4 separate regions of the Mus musculus genome follow, and all the other regions are linked to region 2. Evidence: chromatin contacts called from public HiChIP or PLAC-seq and promoter capture Hi-C data. All regions are on one chromosome and are shown on one strand. The core of a region is the stretch at or near the end of the contact, and the rest is flanking DNA. Distances in the headings are between cores, read along the strand shown. Region 1 overlaps Cdk14 (cyclin-dependent kinase 14). Region 2 holds the start of Akap9 (A kinase (PRKA) anchor protein (yotiao) 9). Region 3 overlaps Cdk14 (cyclin-dependent kinase 14). Region 4 holds the start of Cdk6 (cyclin-dependent kinase 6).

Region 1 (3,182 bases), core at 414-2,913, 930 kb before region 2:
CCCCTCTCCGTTCATAAGTCATATCATCTCTGCCATAGCAGATTCTGTTTGCATATATGACAGATATCTTGCACAGCACTGTAGATGCTGCTAGCATGCACATATGAAGTGAATCTCTGAGTCTAAGGATCAAAAAACATTCTTTCTGCATAAAGATACTGGTTAGAGCCATAAATAATCCAGACTAGCAACAAACTGAAATCACTCCTCTTTTGGTATGATAATGCTCATCCTTCTAACCTATGATGTTAATTATGCTTGATCTTCAAATTAGCATATTTTAACATTCAAATCATCATCATCAAGGAATTAGTCAAGAAGCAAATAGAGATGGAAGGTTAAAGTTTATATGTGTGCACCTGTCAGTCCACACACACACATGTGCAAATCTACACAGACATATTCTCAATAATCACCTTAAAATTCTAAGTAACAGAAATAGTGGAATAAAAGCTCATTTTTAAAAGTATAGTGTATGTATAAAACTACATTTCACTCACATAAAAACAGTTGCCATCTCCTGCCCCTCTAAAAGAGGTACTGGTAGCTTCTTTGGGGACTGTGACATTTGTGGGCTAATGGTTAGCACCAGTGCTTTCGTGTAAGATGCTGTGATTCCATAAACCCAACACTATCTTGGCTACTCTACCACTACTGCTACTGCTACTGCCACGGCCACTACCACTGCCACTGCCACTACCACGACCACTACTACTACTACTACTAGGCTACAAGATCAAGAGAATCAGAGTGCTTGCTCTTAAAGACACAACATTATTTTGGGGAGACAGACAGCAGTGAGTCTGGTCTCCTTGGAGTAAGACTCTTGGGAGCACCATGGAGAAGGTATAATTAGAGAGTGGCTCATCCTTACTTCATGATTTTATTCCCTTTATATCAAGACACATCAATAAATGCTGATCCATTTCTTTCTGTTTACCAGGCACTGTGAAAGACAAATATAGCTTCTACCTATGAGCAGATCCTACAGGCTAACAGCAACTATGGAACCTTTGAAATGTTTGAAATATTATATAAAAGCATGAGGGAACATACATATATGCACCCTACACTGATGACATTATGCTTTAGAGCCCTCTGGATGTGCCAGTAGTCAGCTTATTCTTTATTAATAATCTTCATTTAGCACTCTGATTTTTTTGCTATAGAACAATATTGCCCTCTTGAAGAACTATCATATGAATATGAGCAAGGGGGTTATTTCAAACATGGAGTACACAGTTGTCAAAGGAGGGAAATTTCAGCAGATATGGTATGCCAGAAAACATCCTCCTACCTGATCAGATGGGAAGAAACACTGAGAACATTGTTTCAAAACATTTCTTTCCCTTCCAAAATCGTTTGCAGAACAACCTGGCTTTCAAGCTTAAAAAGCATCACTTTTGTTACAGCCTCCTTCCCGTTCCTCTCTTGACCTTTCACCTTCTGTAAGCAAGACACAGACAGACAAACATGCAGGATTTCAGGTGATGGGGAGTTAGCAACAGCCCACAAGTGACAATCTAATAGTGCCTAGCATTTCAAGCTCTCTTCCTTAGCATGTAGCTAATGCCTAAAATGCTAATACTCCTTAAGAAGAGCATATGTTCCAACCCCAGCGCCTTGTCAGACACACTCTAGTCTCTTAGCAATTTTAGGCTGACAGAAGCTTGTTGTTGGCCATATGTCTGTCTTTATGGTTCTCTCCAGTCTATATCCTGTGCAAGTTCAAAGCCTGATGATGACATTGAAAGCACATGTCTTGCTTTTATTAGCCAGCTCAGAACTATTTTATGTGAACACTCTAATCTTGCCATATGGAATTAAATATGCCATATGGATATGTTACAGCTGCCCTGATACATTCATTGTATCCCATCGCTTCGCCCCTTTCTTTATGGACCTTGTGTATCCAGAACTATAATGGGGGAAATTGATTGACTCAGGAAGTACAGGATTGCAGTGTAGTGATTTCACGCTTGGCTGTTGGCTAACAAGGCACCGTAGTCTTTATTTAGTGAGGCCTGGTGGTCAGAGATGAAGAATTATGTGGGGCCCAGCTGGCACTGTTACAGAGCAAGCAGCTTAAAGGGCTGCAGGATTCCAAGTGTGAGGGAATTGTCTCTTCCCAGCAGGTATGGGTTAGATCTAGACAGAGTCTGTTGTCTTCAGGATGCTAGCGGCCTGCCAGTTCATAAATCCAAAACAAAACAAAACAAAACAAAACAAAAACAAAAAATAAATTTTCTGTTCTGAAAGAAGTGGGAAGGATGGGTAGTAGTTTACTTAATGCCAAATGTATTACCTCTTGCTTACTAGATGTTTATGAAAGGACATTTTTATGTTTAAAACATTTTGTGTAATTCTCTATACATGTCTCCTTTCAATTAAGTAGTATATTATATCAACCAATTAATATCTGTTTAATAAAATCTATTTAGTCAGTCTGTTTACTTTGCTGTTCTTGTACATTTAACTTGTTTTGCACACATTTGGGGATTTTTTTTTTCATGTCCTTCCAAAACAATGAAAAAGACCTAAAACTTATATACTGTTTGTATGTGTGTGTGTGTGTTCACTTATAGATTTATACAGTTCTTGAGCTAGAGATTTTAAGCAAACTGATTTCAAGCATGGCAGAACTATTATTACTATGCTAACTCAAAGTGGCTCAGGAAGGGTCTCAGCTTGAAGGGTAGCCTTTTCTAGATTCTGTGTGTACTTAAAGACAATACAATTCAGATACAGCATTTGCATCATTAATCTAAATTGATTACTTTTTACTATAATGAACACAGATTCATTGTTTTAATTTTTATCTCAGTCATGCACAAAGTATTTTCAATGTGTCAGTGTAGCAAATTCTTTTCACAGGTGTCATTGCTAATATTTCCCATTAAAATCAACAGTTTTCTGAGGATTGTATATCCCATGAAATAGACCACACTTAGTCTTTAAAACCAGAAGCCCTTCACATTTCTGCCACACTGTTGTGTCTCCCTGCTCTGTGTCCATGTCCCAGCAGGCAGGCTGTCTATAATTTGAAACCTATGACTCGAAAGTCCTATTTTCAAAGAGTGTGTTTGCTAACATTTGTAAGTCAGCCAAGAGCATCTTTATTACAGAATCATGAACTTGACGCACAATAGTCTAATACAAACTTCTTGGTGTTCAAGTGCAGG
Region 2 (2,917 bases), core at 90-2,589:
TTTGGAGAGGAGAGGGGTTTATTTAGCTTACAACACTTCCATATCACAGTTCCAAACTAACAAGTACAATAAGCTTAAAATATAACTTAATTATTCCCAGTAACAATAAGGTCTTAAAAAAAGGCACTATATCTTAAAGGTAACTTCATTTTTGGGAGCAAGGAGGTCCAAAGGTAAGCTCAAACAGGTAATTTTACAAAGAAATCATTCTATTCCATTCATAACAGTGTCAAATTATTTAGTAAGCCCACTGGAAGATGCCTACATATAAGTCTGGATTATACATGACTTGCCATACCCGCATACCCACACAAAATCAAACTTACCAAATACATAATAACAAATACATTATCTAAAACAGCAATTCTGTAGGTGTTTTAGTCTATGGAACCTTTCGATGCCCCGAAGTTCCATTCCACACATTACAAAAGAGCCTGCCATGACAAAGACCTCAAGCACGAATATACAAAGAACGGCAAAAACAAAAACAAAAAACAAAAAACAAAAAGAACGCCCCTACAGCCAAGTTCACAGCTGGCACTTGTGGCACACTCAAGACACTGCCGAGGCAGCTGTCACAGGCCAATCACACACACACACCAAGAGTGCCAGCGTGACACCTCAAGAAGGCAGGCTGATGGTCAGCGCAGGGGTGTTCCCGGAATAAAGAAAACCCTAAACCCTTGCTCCGGAAAGCACAAAGCCTGGCCGACTCCCTGAACTCCCTTCAGAAAGTGAAAGGGTGGTGGCTGCGAAGCAATTCCTTAGCAGTTAACAGCCGGGGTGAGAGGGGGTTTTGTGTGGCACCGGGGAGAAAGGAACCAAGCCGAGCGGTGCAGTCATCAGGTCTCCAGCAGCAGCAAGAGAGGGCGGCTCTTCAGCCCCAGCCGCAGCCCCCTAGCCCCAGCCGCAGCCCCGGCCCCGGCCCCAGCCCCAGCCCCAGCCCCGGCCCCGGCCCCGCGGCCCGGCCTCTCCCCCAGCCTCCGCCCCGGGTCACCGCCTCCCGACGCGGCCCGTGGCCGCCGCGCTCCTACCTTCGCCTTGCCGGCTGCCAGCTTCCTTTGCCTCTCCTCGTCCTCCATGGCGTCTGCAGGGTAGGCTGGGACGCAGTGGAGAGGAAAGATCTGTTTAGAAAGAGGCGGACAGAGCTCCGTGGCCACCCGGGACACGCTGGGCGCTCACCGGCGACTCGTGCCGGCCTGCACGGGCCCCGCGGTCACCGCCGCCATCTTCGTCTCCACGTAAACACACGGCGGCCGGCGGGGCGGAGCGGGCGGGCGGGCGGCCGGCGCAGCCGCGAGCGTGGCCCGGCAGGTGCTTGTGCGCGCCCGGCTTGACCGGGGCGGAGGGAGGGTCAGGGTCCGGCGGCCCGACACCCACTGCTCCGGGGACCCGGTGCTCGGAACACGCCGCGCTGCATTTCCAATTCCAAAGCGACCGCGGCCTCACAACAAGGAGCCGCAGTGGAAAGGGCGAGGGCGGAACCTCCCCCCTCCAACCCGGGGAAGCCTGATCCTTCCTTCACCCCAAATCCCTCCCTCAGTTCCCCCACAGGTTCCCTCTCAACCCATAGTCTTCTCCTTCGCCTTGCGCTGGAAGAGCAGCCTACGGTAGAGCCTTCTCCCAACTCTTTGTTCTCTGGAGTGAAGCTGAGACACTCCTAGGGGCTTCCTTCTCCTTGGCAACTGTGTTCCTAAGGAACTCGAATTCGGAATCTAAGTTGGGAACAAAGCCAGTCTACCCTAACTTTCCCTCCTCCAGCCCCCCATTAGTTATTTATTCACTTTACATCCTGACCTCAGCCCCCCTCTCCTCCCATCCCCCCCACCCCACCATGACCCCTCCTGGCTTACCTCTCTCCCCTTCACCTCTGAGGTAGACATTACCTCAGGTAAAGGGCTGGAAAAAGGTTTTCCAAGCAAAAGGGACTATGTTAACTTTGAACTTTAAAGACCTTAAAACAGCTATGGTTCTCTGACTTTACCTGGAGTTCTTGGACGAGCTGCCTAATATTTATGACTGCTCCTGGAATGTGAAAACACTCAAACCTTTGTCCTTTCTATTTCTTGAAATGGCTACTGTGAAAGATTATGCCCAATAAACTTTGTTACATTTTATTGAGCCGTGCTTATAAATCGATTCTTAACATCTTTCCTCCCCCACCTGCTCTGGCAATCCTTTCTTTCCCTTCCCTCACTCCCTCTTTCCCCTCTCCTGCCCCTCAAATCCATTTCTGGAGTGAACGAACCATTTTAGTGTCTCAGATTGAGCCTTTCTTCTTTGTTTTAACATAGGTTTGGACTGAAAAATTAGCAGGTAAGAACTAAAGATATTAGTTTAATCATAGAAGTAGTGTTAACTGGATATACATATGAAAGGGGGAGACTAAAAACCTTAGCTCTATCAGACACCAAAAATGTTTCTAGTACCTGTAATTTAGAAATCTTATATTTCAAACATAATTGTGCCAACCTAAAACAATCAAGTGTGTATTTGCCCCATTTTCTCAGCTGGAATTGGGGACGTGAGAACAGACACCTCATCATAAGAATAAAGGAAAGTAAAAGAGGCTGATCTAAGAGAGGCGTGTTTTTCTCGGGAGCCCTTTGTGGCTCCAGGTCTAGAATGAAGTGTTCTAAACTGCCTGGAGTTAAGTGATGCTCGGTTGATTCTGATTGCCTAGGAGGAGCAAGCCCAGGATATCTGACAGACTTCCTGTTTGTTAATGGGCTCTCCTTTCTCAGTGGCTCAGCAGGTCAACTCTTTGTTGCAATCTGTTCCATCTTAGTAACTAAAGATGTTAGTGATCTGCTAAATGTTGCAAGATTATTTCTGCATTTCCCTTTAGATCACTTATATCAATTATATGTACCTGTCTCAGGCATAAACGCTGCTCAGTGACATAGCTGATCTATTA
Region 3 (3,225 bases), core at 512-3,011, 990 kb before region 2:
AAAGCATTAGATAGGAAGGAGTGTTTGGAGGGACAGTCTTTCCCTTTGTATATTTATGTTAGGGGCACTCTACTGTTTTTCTTGCTATGGTACCTCACTGGATCATTAAGATTTAAATCAGCACCTTCTCGCGAAGCAGAAAGATCATCTTTCCCACTTTGACACCTTCGAAGTTGACTTAGAATGTACCTAACAAAGCAATATGCTATGAAGTAAGTAGGTTAGAGATGGACATTCCTGGCCAGCAGAGCAATCCAGTGAGGTAAGAACACAGTCTGGACACTAGGGGGAGCAGCTGAGTCAGCCAGATCTAAAAGTCATCCACTCGCACATTTTGTTCAGTCTTGACGACTTTTGTTATAATTCTATTTACTTCAAAGTAGTTGTTTTAATTTATTTAGTGCCTGGAGAGTTCCCTTCATAATATTTCGAAGAAAATTATTCTCTGCATCATTGATTGGCTTTGAGGTAAGGGAGTATGGGGTGGTCAGCTCTAAAGCTGACATTTTGGAATCATATCCTCTCACAATTTGAGGATGGCTGCAATTACCAGCTGCCTGTTTGTGCAGATTTCAGTGCAGCAATAGAAGGATGTGTAGAGCCAGTCTAGTTTCTCACCACATTCTGTTCTCTCGAAAATGTCATTTTCAACCTGTAAGCAAACAGCTGTCATATTTGGTCTTGGACACACATGAGTGGTATGGCTTCAAGGCCCCAGAGCTCCCCTGCTTGTTCAAACACCACTGAAGCAGCTCCTGGGGACATTCGTCTTCATAATAATGACTCATTAGTTTGGGTCCTCAAAGCGTTGTGTGGCTGCGCACCAGGCACATCCAGGGAAGTCCCTAGGAGTTTGCAAACAGGGAGTGCTGAGAAGAAATGGGAGATGATCAAATAGTGAGAGATACTGTGTGGGCCCTGGACCGTGTCCTAGAACGCCCAAACCCAGATAGAATTGGATTGTGTGAAAACATACGGTTGGGGCCAGTTCTGTGATAAAGAGAACTAGCTGAAGGGTTTTCCAATTACTGATCAGTAATAGCAATATGAAAACAGGGTGAGAGGCGAGTGATCAATGCAATTGAAAAATTATGGCTTGGGAAATATCCCCCTGTGAGTCCTGTGAAAGGAGTCCAATTGTGGTATACTTAGAAATAGCCAGGTTTTATTTGTTCTTATCACATCTTTGGGTAGAAAGATCTCTTTCAAATTTGACATCCTTCTCAGCCTGGGCTTTCATGCAGCAGAGAGCAGGACAGAGTGGAAACCTGGTTACAGTCCTCGATGGAAGAAGAAGATGTTTCAGGATTCTGAGCACAGTCTTCCAGCTCACGCCTTCCTTGAGCATTACTGGGGACTTTCCTGTTGTAGGAGGAAAGTTGGATTCACAGCTAAGTACAAGGGGATGGCTCTGCCAGTCACCCACTCACTTCCTGCAAGTCAGCCTTCTTAGCTCCTCTGCGGGCTCTCACTGCCCTGAGGGACTTAGACCCTGATTTTATTTTGTGTCATAGCCAGATTTCTTCTCCCCTTTTGGGGGGTAGCAAAAACCCATTGTCATTAACGGTTCCTGGGGGTGGTTGAGGGCAGGCCCCATGCCGTTGGCTGTATGTCAGGTGACAGGTTTTGTTCTTCTGATGGACAGGAAATAGCTATCTTCTCTCTTGCTAATTGGCAGTTTGTGCCAGGCTTGGGAGTTGGCAACAGTCATTGTTTTTCATCCTTTGGATTACATTTTGGCCTCTTCATCCAAAAGTACACTGGCTTCTGGTGTGGTTAATGCCGTCCTTCTGCTGGGCAGCTCATTAAGGACGAGCACCCAGCAGTAGTGTCTGAAGCTCCCAGAGCTCCCGGGGGCAGGTAGGCTGCCAGGAGAGGCCTTTCCTGAGCTGTGTCCTGAGCAGATTCCAGCAGGGCTGCTCTGCTTCTGCCAGCATGAAGTGGCAATTGCATTCTTTGACCAAGGTACCAATGGACTAAGAATGTTGTCTAAAATTGTGATCCCACCCTTCTGGGAGGCAGCACTCTGAATGTCTGCAGCACAGAAGGCAGAGTCACATGCAGACTAGGTTTCTCTCTGTGTTCCAGCGTGAGTAGCCTTGGTCAGTGGTAAAGTCCAGCCACCGTGGAAAGTAACATATTGACAGCCTTGAGGCAATGAGTAATAAACAGGGCATCATAGGAAGCCATTCTGTTTACATGGCGGTAAAGGATTCCCTATGTAGTCATGAGCCGTGGGTGAGGCAGAGCAAGCCCAGCCCGCGCTAGCTCAGATATAATCCACTTTGCCTGCTTCAGAGAAGATATGCTCAAAATTATGCATGAGGGAGGAATCACTGTCTGTTCTTAGCACAGAGTTTTAGAAGAGATTATGCTCAGGAAGCCTGGTAATAACTGAAAGTTTGGCTTGACATTTCTAATACAGACATCAGCAGTACCCACTGTGGGAGCCACTAGATTGTCTGCATGGAGAGCTCAACTTCAACTCAATTTGAATTTGCTTGACTGATATGTAAAGAGTCACATGTAGCTAGTGGCGACCATATTCAGTAACACAGTTGTAAATCCATATGTGAAGTATTTGCTTATCGAATGTATACCAGGCTTATACAAGCATGGGCATAATGTCTAAGAGACATTGCATTTTACACCTAGATGTCTGGAGATCTTCCTTGGTATACGTGTGTGTGTGTGTGTGTGTGTGTGTGTGTGTGTGTAAGCCAATATACTATATATACACTATATATACATATATATACATATATAGTATTACCAAGTATATACTTATATTGTATATTTATAAATGTAGAGCGTGTGTGCATATATATAAAATGTCTATACTGATAAACACTCTGAGAAGGCTGTAGCTCTTGAGTATAATAAGTCTGCAGAGGAAGAGTATCAAAGAGAATGGAGAAGACAACCCTCTCCCACCTCTCCCACCTCTTCCGACTGCAGGCGCCATGCCGTTCCCTCCTGAGCGGCTCTGCCTCTTGCCGGTATCTCTTGCTTTCTCCTCCGTGTGTTCTCTGTCTCTGTCCTCTGTTGGGAACTGGCAGGGGTTAGACTCACAGCTCTCTCCCCTTGCTGAGCTCCCTGAAGGATTCACCTCTCTGCTGTTGTTCTAATCCCCTTGATCTTCCTTCACTACGCTCAGAAAATATGGCAGACGCCAGCTTCCTGCTCGCCACAGAGGAAATGCTATAGAAGAGGGCTCTATTTTCC
Region 4 (3,211 bases), core at 290-2,789, 580 kb after region 2:
AAACACCATTATCTTCAGTCACAGGAGACTGGGTTAGGAATGCCTCCCCCACCCACCTGCACAACTCTTCCAGGGAAAACAGAGGCTTTAAAATCTAAAGCACAGACTCACATCTAACCAATGAGAGAGGCATTCTAAGTCAGATCATACCAGTCCACAGATACTAAATGATACAATCAGAAAACCCTTTGAGAAGCAATCGCCCTCCACCCTACCACCCACTCTCCCTCCCTTTCTTTTCTCAGACAGGGTCTTTTGTAGCTCAGGAGGGTCTTGAACTCTGGATCTTCCTGGTTCAGTGTTCCCAGTACCCAGCCTTGAAAGACATTTTTCAAACAATGTTTAACACTAGGTGTCAGAGTCTAAACTTCTGAACTTCTAAGACCATCAGAAACCATTCTACAACTATAAAAAAAAAGTCACCACTGTGGGTTTGATTGGCAAACACATTCTTACACATTTCTTAAACTTTATTTACATTATGCTCCACCCTTAAAGTTTCCTTCTAATTATCTGCAAGCTGGATAACTATCTCACTCTGTCTCTCAAAAATCCCCCCACCGACGGGGAAAGTTAAGTAAGGGCTGGAGGGATTGTCTGGTTTTGTCCCTAAAAGACACCCAACGCCCCCCCGGAACCCTTGGGGCACGCAGAGCGAAAGCTCTTCAGAATAGCTTGGCTGCCCGGAAGCCACCGCAGGTCTCTTTTTCTGCCCTGTCTAACAGAGTCACCGGTTTTATCTGGGGAAACTCAACTCTTAACTTTAGTTGGGCCACCAGCCGCCCCTTGCCCAGCACCTTCCCGGACCCCATAGCCAGGGCTCCCGGCTCACCTGACCACGTTGGGGTGCTCGAAGGTCTCCAGGTGCCTCAGCACCGCCACCTCGCGGATGGTGGAGAGCGGCATGCCCTCCTCACTGGTCTGCACTCGCACGCGCTTCAGAGCCACGAAGCGGCCGCCGTTCTTCAGGTCGCGGGCCTTGAACACCTTCCCATAGGCGCCTTCGCCGATCTCCGCCACGCACTCATACTGCTGATCGGCGCGACTCAGGCTGTCCTTCTCCATGCTGGCTTCAGGCTGCGGGTGCGGCACAGTGGAACCGGGGTGCTCACTCGCTGCCTTACACGCCTCGGGGAGTCGGACTCGCGGCCGCCGGGCTAGACGGACCGACCTTCTCGCCCGCGGGTGCAAGCCGGGCGCAGCCGCTGCGAAACTCCGCCTAGCCGAGTCGCCGCGCCGCCGCCGCAGGAGAGCGCCGATCCCTCCTCTTCCCCCTCCGCAGCGATTACATAGTCTGCCCACAATCTCTGCACCTAGGAGGAGGAGACCGGAGGACAAGGAGAAAGTGTGATCAGACTGCCCGGGAGACTTCCACAGGGTTCCACCAGCTCCTCTCCTCCTCCCTCTACTCGCACTGGTTGCCTAATCGGGCCGGGTTTCTCGGAGAAAAACCAAGTTACTTTTCTTCCACAGCAGGGCTCGTGCAGTCTTCACGAAGGAGAGGTTGCTGGGGCCCCTCGGGGATGAGCGCAGCGCGGGACGCAGCGGGACGAGAGGGGGCGTGCCGAGCAGCCCAGAGTGTGCCCGGAGCGCGGGGGAGGGGAGGCGCCGGGCGCGTCAATGTCACGGCTCAATATTTATACCTATATTATTGTTCTCCGCTGCCCTCCCTGACTCCAGGGGCCTGGTCGTGCAGGGTATGGGGCGACCTGGGGGAGTTCGGAAGCTGGCGTAAAAGCACCGGGGGTTCACCCACGTGGGGCCGCAGAACGGGGTTGGGGCTCCTAGAACCCTGTAACCCGATGCTGCGAGTATGCGAGTAGGGGTGGTCAGACATCTGCTCGGAAATTGCTTCCTTTCTTTTCTACTTTCAGTTTTTCTACAGGGAGACATTTGAAAGGGACTCGCTCTCACAAATGGTCTTTGGGGTATGGCAAGCTTAGTGGGAGACGAAATTCTGCCTCCGATTCGGAGGACCTCCCTGGTGGAAACTCAGCGAGGACAGACCATCTGGTAGGGGAGGGCTGGGGCTACTAGAGGTGGGAGAGCGAGGGGTCCTGGAAGGGGAGTAGTGTCGTGCTCCCCACCTCACACATACACAAACACAAAGATCCGAAGGATGTGGGAAAGGAAGGTACGTCACACTTTCACTCGTCCTGTCCTGAAAAAGTAACTTCGGGACTTTGCTAGCTAATCGGGACTGGTCCTTAAGTTTTCAAGCCGTGCAAAAGCAACCGCCCTTACGACGGTGGGGGTAGGGGGCAGTAAACGTAGGTCTCCCCGGTGTGAGAAGGGGCTGCCCTTGTGTCGAGACTTCCGAATCCCCGCCCGGTATCCTGGGCGGCTGAATGTCGGTAGCTGAGACAGTCGCTCTGTTCTCCAAAGGCCAGAGGCTAGGTCCCACGCGCGCGGTCGGGCGCCCCCTCCCCGTTCTGTTGTTTAGGGATGACCGAGTGAGCCTTCCCGTCCCACAGCGGCCTTAGTCTGGGCTGGACCTTGTTCCACCACAGCCGCGTGTCCGGAACGGTCTGCATGCGTTTACCTGCCCCGTACCCATCCCCCCCACCACCACGCTCTTCTGCCTGGTATTAAAGAACACATGGAGCGACCCCCACTGGATGCCAGCATAGCACCGCCCGGCCAAGGCAGGGCCACTCCCCGTTCCTTTGAGAGCTTTCCTAAAAAGCTGCGGAAAGGACCCTCCAGCCCTCACCCGGGGGTCCGAGCCAGGTCGAGGGCCACACAGGTAGCGGGAGCAACGGCCTTGGCGCCCGCCCTCCCCCTCTGCCGGTGTCCAGCCTAGGCTCCAGGAGGGGGCAGCCGTCCCACCCCCGCGGGCCTACACCCCCCGGACCGGAGCGGCGGTGCCTAGCCCCCTCCCCTCCTCCACTTTTTCGTAGTTGTTGTTGCTTTCCCACGCTGGCTGAATGTGACTTGACCCCATTTCAAAAAAGTTTGACATAGCGCTTCAACATTTCCGCATTCCTCCGCGACTACAAAGGCTGCAGCCGCCTCCTTCTGCTTTCTGTCTCTGATCTCTGTCTTAGCACTCAATGAAATCCTTCATGAGCCTCTCCCGAAGCCTTGCCAAACGCCGCAAGGGTCGCCACCAGCGCAGTAAGGGGAGGCCGCCCGCGGGACCCCGACCCGCGCGTGTGCGCAAACGCAGATGCGCCCGCGCAGATACGCCCACGTGCACAGGACGAGTGCG

The links. Promoter capture Hi-C pulls out the DNA fragments that hold promoters and counts their contacts. HiChIP or PLAC-seq counts read pairs in DNA pulled down with a chosen protein or histone mark.
Region 1: an H3K4me3 HiChIP or PLAC-seq map of embryonic forebrain shows a contact between it and region 2, with 4 times the contacts expected there. The contact joins the enhancer-like site here to the promoter of Akap9 in region 2. A contact is called at or near these places in 4 of 39 promoter capture datasets (the 3T3-L1 cell line, cranial neural crest and hippocampal neurons), 2 of 115 datasets of contacts at active chromatin or transcription factors (embryonic forebrain and stem cell-derived neural progenitor cells) and 2 of 9 other capture datasets (embryonic tail and embryonic trunk).
Region 3: a promoter capture Hi-C map of hippocampal neurons shows a contact between it and region 2, with 6 times the contacts expected there. The contact joins the enhancer-like site here to the promoter of Akap9 in region 2. A contact is called at or near these places in 12 of 39 promoter capture datasets (the 3T3-L1 cell line, 3T3-L1-derived adipocytes, the HPC-7 cell line and 8 more).
Region 4: a promoter capture Hi-C map of pre-B cells shows a contact between it and region 2, with 2.3 times the contacts expected there. The contact joins the promoter of Cdk6 here to the promoter of Akap9 in region 2. A contact is called at or near these places in 1 of 39 promoter capture datasets (pre-B cells), 1 of 484 Hi-C or Micro-C datasets (embryonic stem cells) and 1 of 115 datasets of contacts at active chromatin or transcription factors (memory CD8 T cells).

The regions. Positions count from the first base shown.
Region 1 is chr5:4,857,007-4,860,188 of GRCm38.p6, reverse strand. The region is part of intron 14 of Cdk14 (cyclin-dependent kinase 14); the gene reads left to right. Among named protein-coding and RNA genes, the nearest start is that of Fzd1, 100 kb to the right of the region's middle. Within about 2 kb of position 1,663, at least 7 of the 459 cell types and tissues checked have an H3K27ac peak or open chromatin away from gene starts, as enhancers often do. A contact at or near this core is called in embryonic forebrain, where this site is marked.
Region 2 is chr5:3,926,608-3,929,524 of GRCm38.p6, reverse strand. It overlaps Akap9 (A kinase (PRKA) anchor protein (yotiao) 9), which reads right to left and starts at 1,339. Exons shown (of 48, transcript NM_194462.2): 1 at 1,035-1,339. The coding sequence starts at 1,082. Gm51438 (a long non-coding RNA gene) reads right to left here and starts at 936. Exons shown (of 2, transcript XR_003955841.1): 1 at 1-936.
Region 3 is chr5:4,915,632-4,918,856 of GRCm38.p6, reverse strand. The region is part of intron 12 of Cdk14 (cyclin-dependent kinase 14); the gene reads left to right. Among named protein-coding and RNA genes, the nearest start is that of Fzd1, 160 kb to the right of the region's middle. Within about 2 kb of position 1,761, at least 31 of the 459 cell types and tissues checked have an H3K27ac peak or open chromatin away from gene starts, as enhancers often do. A contact at or near this core is called in hippocampal neurons, where this site is marked.
Region 4 is chr5:3,342,221-3,345,431 of GRCm38.p6, reverse strand. Cdk6 (cyclin-dependent kinase 6) reads right to left here and starts at 1,539. Exons shown (of 8, transcript NM_009873.3): 1 at 1,461-1,539; 2 at 833-1,313. The coding sequence starts at 1,065. It overlaps Gm36470 (predicted gene, 36470), which reads left to right and starts at 1,873. Exons shown (of 4, transcript NR_168898.1): 1 at 1,873-2,134.